2 separate regions of the Sus scrofa genome follow, and region 1 is linked to region 2. A link is a contact called in public promoter capture Hi-C data. All regions are on one chromosome and are shown on one strand. The core of a region is the stretch at or near the end of the contact, and the rest is flanking DNA. Distances in the headings are between cores, read along the strand shown. Region 1 holds the start of FBXW4 (F-box/WD repeat-containing protein 4). Region 2 overlaps DPCD (protein DPCD).

Region 1 (3,534 bases), core at 307-2,806, 100 kb after region 2:
ATGCAGTTGGGTGGAATATGTGATAGTTTTTACTCCCCTAATTCCATACATTTTTCCTCCTTCCTATTTAACAGCTTAAGTGGTTAAGTTTATCATTCACAGGTCTCAGATCCTGTCAAGCACAGGCCAAATCACAATACCATACCTTTGTATACAGTCGAGACCTCATCGAACCCCCTGACATAAAAGGCACCCTTTTTTGTGTCATTCTGCCTGTATTAAGTCATAAACTATGGTTGACACTTGTACTAAGGGCCTTCTTTTAGGATCTGAGCCCTTTTCTTCATATTCAATTTTATCGGAGCCCTGAAATTTAACTCTTTTAAGACAGTGAGAGGAGGAGAGTCCACAAAAATGTTCTGATAGGCCACATCGTGAACATGGGTCCTACACCTGGATGGGAGGAGGACCTGCCAGACTCCTCTAGGTCTGAGGAACCCAGGCAGTCAACGTCTGCTGAAGGACACAATTAAAAGCTTAAGAGAGTGCTTAAGATGGCTAATTGTGAGGAGCCGCCCACGGGGAGGGTGCTGAGTGAGGGACGCTCTCGGGAAGCGTCCTCGGGTGGGTGCTACAAGCGGAGAAGGGTGCTTGGGGAGGGGTTGGCGGAGGCCGGGTGTAGGCCTCGCAAACTCGGGGTACGACACGGCCCCAGGTCCACCAGGCCGCGGCGCCCCGCCCTTTCCCGGGACGCGGGCCCGCCCGGGGCGGGGAGCGGGCGGAGAAGCGGGCGCTTACAGGTCGGTGCCGAGCCGCGTGAAGCCAGAGTTGAGCGAGGCCCGGGCTATCCGGCGCCAGAGCAGGTCGCAGCTGGTGAAGCGCCGCAGCCAACGGCACACCTGAGCCAGGCGGCCGAGGGCCTGCATGTCCAGGTAGGAACAGATGAGCAGCAGCAGCTCCTCCGGCAGGCGCAAGAGCGCGGGCCCCGCGGCTGGGCGGCCCGTGGGCTCCCGGGCCGCCGCCTCCTCCTCGGCCGCCTCTGCCGCCATGGCCGCCCCTGTCCGCGCGAGGTGCCCCCAAGCCTGACCCCCTCGTCCTTGTGCTCTCGCCGGCCTGGCTTCCTCCCGCCACCCAGTCCTGACCCTCCATTCTTCCTTCTTCCCATCATCTCTCCCTTCGGCTTCCTTCCCCGCCCCTGCGCTTCCCTCCTCTCCCCTGACGATCCTTCTCGCTCCTTCCTGCACGCTCCCGCCTCCCTCTCCCTCCTCTCCCAGGCCTGCCCTCGCTCCCGCCTCGGCCCCCAGCCCCGCAGCCGCCTTCGCCTGTGGTGGCTCCGGCTTCCCTTCCGCCCCGCTTCCTCTTCCGTCTTGCCCCGCTCCTGCTTTTCCCTTCCTCTTCCCCTTCCTTCGCTTCCCCCTCGCGGCTCTCCCTTCCTGTAGTTTCCTCGCTTCCCCGCTCTCGCCCTCGCCGGGTCCGCCGTTCCCGGGGGGCCCCGAGCCGCCCTGGCTGCCCATGAGCGGCCGCGGGCCGGCCCGCTGCGGAGCCAAGCCGGAGCCGCCGCCAGCGCCGCCGCCGCCCCGGGAGGAGGCGACACCATGCCGGACCGGGTCACATGGGGCGGTGCGGGCCGAGGCCTGGGCCCGCCCCTCACACCCGCGGCCGTGGAGTGGCTTCGGGGTAAGGCCCGGGCCAGGGAGCGGCCCTCCTCCCATGCCCGGGGCCGCCCGGGCGTGCGGTGTTAGCACTGCTGCGTTGATCCACCATGTGAGGCCCGCCGAGGGTCTGGCCGAGGCCACAAGAGGAGCTTCTGCCTTCAAGAAGTCGCCAGTTTGAAACCCTGCCCTCAAGAAGCATCCACTTGGGTGGCCTTCTCTCTCCAGTAGCCCTCTTCTACCTTGGCCGATGCCTCCTTCGCGCAGGCCACGTACCAGGGCCGCACGAACTACACCCCAAGAAGTTGGCAGGTTCCTTAGCACGGGTGCTCACGCGGGGTGTAAACCTCGGTCCTGGCAATGATCGGATATTTTAGACGTTTTGGGGGAGGTAGCAGTCCTCTAGATTCTGAGTCCGTAACTCTCCAATTATGTATCAGTAAAGCAAAGCTATTAGTCACCAATCCAAAGGCAAGTGGATTCCCCCAAGGTCATCCAGGAGCTCTTCCCCTACCACCCATTCCATTCACGAGGCACCGATTTGAAGGGAGAGCTAAGAAAAATCTACTGAAGTCTAGATGTGCTGTACTTGATGGTCCCCTCAAGACACACAAGGGCTTTGGGACGTTTGTAGTGTGACTAGTCCAAATCAAGGTGTCCTGTAAGTGTGAAAAACCTACCAGATCTGAAGACTTATATAAGAATGTGAACTATCTCAATAATTTTATATTAATTACATGTTGAAATGGTAAGATTTTTGATATGTTGGCCTAAGTGTATGTGTGTGTATATTTTTTTTTTTGGTCTTTTTGCCTTTCTAGGGCGGCTTCCCACGGGTATGGAGGTTCCCAGGCTAGGGGTCTAATCGGAGCTGTAGCCACAGGCCTAGCCAGAGCCACAGCAATGGAGGATCAGAGCCGCATCTGCAACCTACACCACAGCCCACGGCAACACTGGATCCTTAACCCACTGAGCGAGGCCAGGGACTGAACCCGCAACCTCATGGTTCTTAGTTGGATTCGTTAACCACTGAGCCACGACAGGAAGTCCCTGGCCTAAGTATATTTTAATGTAACTACTAGAAAAGTCAAAATTATACATTTGTGGCCCACATTATTTTTCTCTTGGTCAGCACTGGAGGAGGTAGGTAAGATTTGGAGGTGGAGGAGGAAGAGGCCTATTCCTATCTATGTATCCTGTATCACAAATCCTAATAGGAAGGATTTGAGGGTTTTATTTTGTATTTACATCTTAATATCCATTTTCAGAAACAAAAATTAATGAGAAATCAAGTCTGGAAATTATTCTTCACTTAACATAGCCAAGAAGAGACCGAGGAAAGCACCCACATTGCATTATGTCACCACAGAAGCATCATGTAACAAGGTCAGACCGGAATCTGGCTTTGCCCTAGAATTACTTTTTGATCTTAGCAAAACAACAACAAAAACCCCCTCCTATCTTGGCCTTTTAGTGTTCTCAGTCTATAGCGAAGATAATGCCTCTGCCTTACTTTCGAGGGATAAATAAGATGATCCCTGTAAAATGCTTTGAACTCCTCTAAGAAAATTCTCAATAATAGTTACAGGTCAAATCCTGTTACAAAAAAATACCCCCCCCCCCCAAAAAAAAGGTACAACAAAGGATTTGTGTAGAAAAAGATTTCTAAATTCCAGCCAGTGGTTTACTTATTAAAAGCAAATTTGATACATTTCAGTATAACAAAGAATTTAGACCATCTCTTAAAGATCATTATAAAGATCATCATACTATTAGAAGGCTACTGAGGTAAGAATGCTGCAAATTGAGATAATATCATTAATTCAACATTTATTGATTTTGCTACAGTTGTGTACTATGAGCCACTCTGGAAGGAAGACACATGACCAGAGCATATAGTTCCTACGTTTTGTGTTCAGAGTTATTATACATGTTTGTAATT
Region 2 (4,063 bases), core at 747-3,246:
TGCCTGAGAGCCTTTGCTTCCACAGACATCTTTTGAACATTTTTACATTCAGAAAGGAAGACCACTGTGTATTAGAGGGAGTGCCCAGGGGACCCGCAGGGTGGCTGGATCCTGGGGGAGGCCACCCTCCATAGCCACGCCATGCTTGGACAGGTACAGGGAACCCAGCCCAGGTGGTCTGTTTCTCTGAGGTTAGAAAGCAGAGAGGAGGGGCCAGGAGATTTGGGGGATTATTGCTGTGATAAGGGCCTCTCCATTTACTCGTTTTGCGGCTTGGGCAAGATACCTGACTTTTCTGTGTCTCAGCTTCCTCTTCTGTAAAAGAGGACAGCAGAAGTAACCAACCTGATTTGAGGATTCAGTGTGTGTTGAACAGTGCTTGGCACAGGATAAGTATTCGTAAATGTTACCTTTCACCACGTGGCTCAGACTGAGGATGGTGAAGGGAGGTGAGAATGGGGGTTGCTGTGCATCAGCGAAAAGCCCGGGAACCCCACCACTATAAGGGCTTAGCTTTTAGCAGAAACACAGAGTCTCCTCAGGCAGCGATAGGGCCTTGTTTCTTCTTCATCCTTAAATCCCCACCTCATAGCTCAAGATCTGGGACACAGTTAATGCCTGAGGAATGTTTGCTGCCTACCTACGCTGCCTGAGGCTCAGCATTCAGGACTTTTACAGAAGTGTGGTGGGGCCGTCTTTAGTCCAGGCGCTGTCTTTAGTCCAGGCGCTGGTGAGAAAGTCAAGTGTGGTTCCTCTCAGGGCAAAGCCCAAGGCCAGGGCTAGAGATAAAGGGGCGGGCTGCTTCCTGAGGAGAGAAAGCAGCAGATGCCCCATCCTCCCTTGAAGACTGCCCATCAGGAGCCCGTGAGGAATATTGTCTAACCCCAACCAGTAAACTAAATCCGTTAAAACAGACTCAGAACACAGCTGAGCCTCCAGACCTACTCTGCCTCCGCTCCCCCTGCCTCGTGAAAGGTGATGGGGGCAGAACAGGGAAGGTGGGGCAACCAACGCAACTCAAGTTCCCTTTGATCTTGTCATCGCTGTTGAGGCCAAGTCCTGGGACTCTCTTTCCAGTCCCACCACCCTCCCCTGGGGCATGTGGCTTGACAGGGCCCCTTTGAGGGTGCAGAGGTGTGTCCCTGTCCGCCCTCTCCGACACATAGCCAGGTAGGCAGAAAGGAGGGTGTTCCCCCACCCCCAACTCGTTCCCCACAGCGAGGCCTTACACAGGCCCTGTAGGTTAGGCTGAGCTGTGCTTGCCAGGCTGCTTTTCTCCTGGTTTGGCTTCTTATGTATATTTGCAGGGAAGATGTTAACACTTCCTAACAAGCCTTTGTGTTCATCTAATCTCTGCTGTTTAACCTTTGACTCCCCCTCTATTATCAGTGTCTGCCACCTTTGCTGGCCAGACCTAGGGCCCCAGGAAGAGCCCTCAGCCTGGGCTGGCTAGGAAGAGGATGAGGCCGACATTCCACCCGGGTTTGCAGGCAGATGGATCGCCTTTCCCTGGGGCAGAGCTTTGGAAAATAAAGCAAACTTGTGGTGCCATTAGGATCCCCCAGCCCCCACTCCTTTTGAACTGTCAGCCTTTAAGTAAACATTCTTTTCCTGCCATGGGTCCCAGCACCTTGGCGGGGAGTGGGGAACCTGGGAGGAGAGGGGCCCTCGGAGCCTCCACTAAACTGAGGGATTTGGGCAGGAAGAGCAGGGCAGAAGTACTGCATTGATGTCAGCTCTCTGAATCCTCAGGGCATCGGGGCTTTTGAAGTGGACTTGGGGCAGCTGTCACAGACCAGGCTCCTCTGGTATTAGAAGCCTATCCTCTCCAGGCCCCATGGTTGAGTTTGTTTCTATGTGCCTGCAGCCCACACGACTCTGCAGCAGCAGTGATGCTGTGCCTGGGTGACAGGTCTGGCAGCCACTGGCCGGAGCCTAGGTCACACTTGCACCAAGGAAAATGCCAAACGGGCCTATTGCTAGAGATAAGGAGGCCATTCTTTGTGCTCTGGCGTAATAAGCACTGGATCAGCGTCAGAGAACTTTAATCCTGACCCCACTGACTACTAACTGGCTGTGAAGGCAGGCAGTTTCACCTCTCTGAGCCTGAGTTTGCTCTTCGGTAAAGGTCAGAGTTCCTGCAAAGTCCAGTTACAGTCATTATGGGTTGGATGTTGCTATGTGGGTTGTTTCTGTTTTGTTTTTAACTAAAAGAAATTGTTAATCTCTGGACTGGCACCTGCCGATGATGGGGACCGTCTGTGTATGCGAAAATGGGGGAGTGGGGTCTCAGGGCCAGCAGAGTCCAGAGCTGCAGGGATCCAGCTTCCGGGATGAGTCACATGGTTCGTTCTCTTAGGGAGATTTCTCCTTGTCCATATACTTACCTCTCTGACCTACAAGCAGAGGCAAGCTGACAAGGCCTTGGAAGGCCCCCAAAGAGGAAAAGATAGCTGAGGCCTTCAGTGACAGTGCCGTGTAAGTGGCAACTGTCAGTCTCCTGCTTTGGAGGAAAGCTCTAGATAGCCTTATTCTGTTATTTGTTAGCACACATGTCCCACCTTCTTCAGGTGCAGAGAAGGTGTGGCTTGTCTGAGCTGTCCGTATTCCAGGAGGCTTATTCAGTGTGTTTTTGGGAGTCCTGAGCCTGAAGTATGAGTCACTCAAAGTTCTGGTCTAATCAAGGAATTATGAGTGGCCCTGTTCTTCAACTGCTGGACTGGCCATAAGGCTTTTCCTTCCAGGGCGTTCTAACTGGTTCCCTTCTTCCTCTTTGGCTGTGTGGAAGTTGTGGGAGAACTGTGTAGAAGTTTGGCGTCAGAGGGCCGGATGCCCAACTGTTGTGGTCACCTTGTTGGGTGTCCCCATGGCCTCTTGGTGTTCCCACAGGTACTACAAGAAGTTCCCCATTCCTGACCTAGACAGATACCAGCTACCTCTGGATGACTCCTTGCTGAGCTTTGCTCATGCCAACTCTACCCTCATCATCTCCGTAAGATTCATTTGGACTTTTTGGCTTCTCCCTGACATGAGAAGTTTCCTCTTCCCCTCACCCCTTCTCATCCCATTGTTGCCGTCAGTTCCAGCCCCAACCACTCTGGGGGTGTGCTTGCTAGTGAACAGGCCCCTGTGCTTCAGCATGGGATTAGCAGGTGGGGGCTCAGGGAGGAGGCTCATTTGAAAATCACAGCTAGAAGGGGGGGGGACCCACAGAACTAGGGTTCTAGAAGGTCCAAAAGCCTACCCCTATCCATCCATGTGACTTGGAGCGAGTCATTCAACTCTGTAGGCCTCAATTGCCTCATCTTTGAATAAAGGGGGGAAGAAGGGGTCCTGAGCATGTGGGCAGGGTATGTGTGTGTGTGTGTGTGTGTGTGGTGGGGGTAATATGACTGAATCATGCCTTCTCCTTGGCTCCATCCACAGTACCACAAGCCCAAGGAGGTCCTGGTAGCTGAGTCAGAGCTGCAGAAGGAGCTGAAGAAGGTGAAGACAGCCCACAACAGTGACGGGGATTGCAAGACCCAGTAGTAGACCCATGAACCTGCACTTCTGATGCTGAGTCTGGGTGAGGTTCTTCCTACAGACCTGTCAGAGTTTGAGGCTTGGGCCTTTCCAGCCCGGGGCAGCCTCTTTCCTTTCAGCAGCTGTCCAGGCTCTGTAAGAACCGGGGCCTTCCTAGCCCTGAGTCATGGTTTTCTCTCCTGAGTAAAGTCATTCTGAGTCACTGTGGGTGCACTGCCCTCTTGCTCACTTCTGATGCTCCTGCCCCCAGGGAGGGTGCTGGTGATGACATTTCCTGCTCCTCTAGCCTAAGGACCTTCAGAGGTAGAACCCTCCATGTAAAGGGAGGTGTAGATTTTCGATGGAAAAGAGGGTCAGGGAGTCCTGACCCCAGCGGGGCAGGGAGTCTTCCCCAACCTGTGTGCATAAACTCAGTGGAAAACTAGGCTGGAGAGGACCCTGTGCTGCCCTAGCTTGCAGACCCTAAGATAAAGGTGGGTGAGGGAGAAGTTTTAAAAATGCAGAAATTAGAGTTCCCGGAGCCCAACTAGGATCCATG

Evidence for each region. Promoter capture Hi-C pulls out the DNA fragments that hold promoters and counts their contacts.
Region 1: a promoter capture Hi-C map of liver shows a contact between it and region 2, with 6 times the contacts expected there. The contact joins the promoter of FBXW4 here to the enhancer-like site in region 2. A contact is called at or near these places in 2 of 5 promoter capture datasets (fetal liver and liver), 5 of 47 Hi-C or Micro-C datasets (embryonic fibroblasts, fetal skeletal muscle, heart right ventricle and 2 more) and 2 of 2 datasets of contacts at active chromatin or transcription factors (alveolar macrophages and skeletal muscle).

The regions. Positions count from the first base shown.
Region 1 is chr14:112,734,206-112,737,739 of Sscrofa11.1, forward strand. It overlaps FBXW4 (F-box/WD repeat-containing protein 4), which reads right to left and starts at 1,557. Exons shown (of 9, transcript XM_021072714.1): 1 at 739-1,557. The coding sequence starts at 1,454. It overlaps LOC102162056 (a long non-coding RNA gene), which reads left to right and starts at 736. Exons shown (of 2, transcript XR_307766.3): 1 at 736-872.
Region 2 is chr14:112,633,670-112,637,732 of Sscrofa11.1, forward strand. It overlaps DPCD (protein DPCD), which reads left to right. Exons shown (of 6, transcript XM_001926725.4): 5 at 2,890-2,992; 6 at 3,427-3,728. The coding sequence ends at 3,531. FBXW4 (F-box/WD repeat-containing protein 4) reads right to left here. Exons shown (of 9, transcript XM_021072714.1): 9 at 1-4,063. Among named protein-coding and RNA genes, the nearest start is that of POLL, 18 kb to the left of the region's middle. Within about 2 kb of position 1,997, at least 5 of the 83 cell types and tissues checked have an H3K27ac peak or open chromatin away from gene starts, as enhancers often do. A contact at or near this core is called in fetal liver and liver, where this site is marked.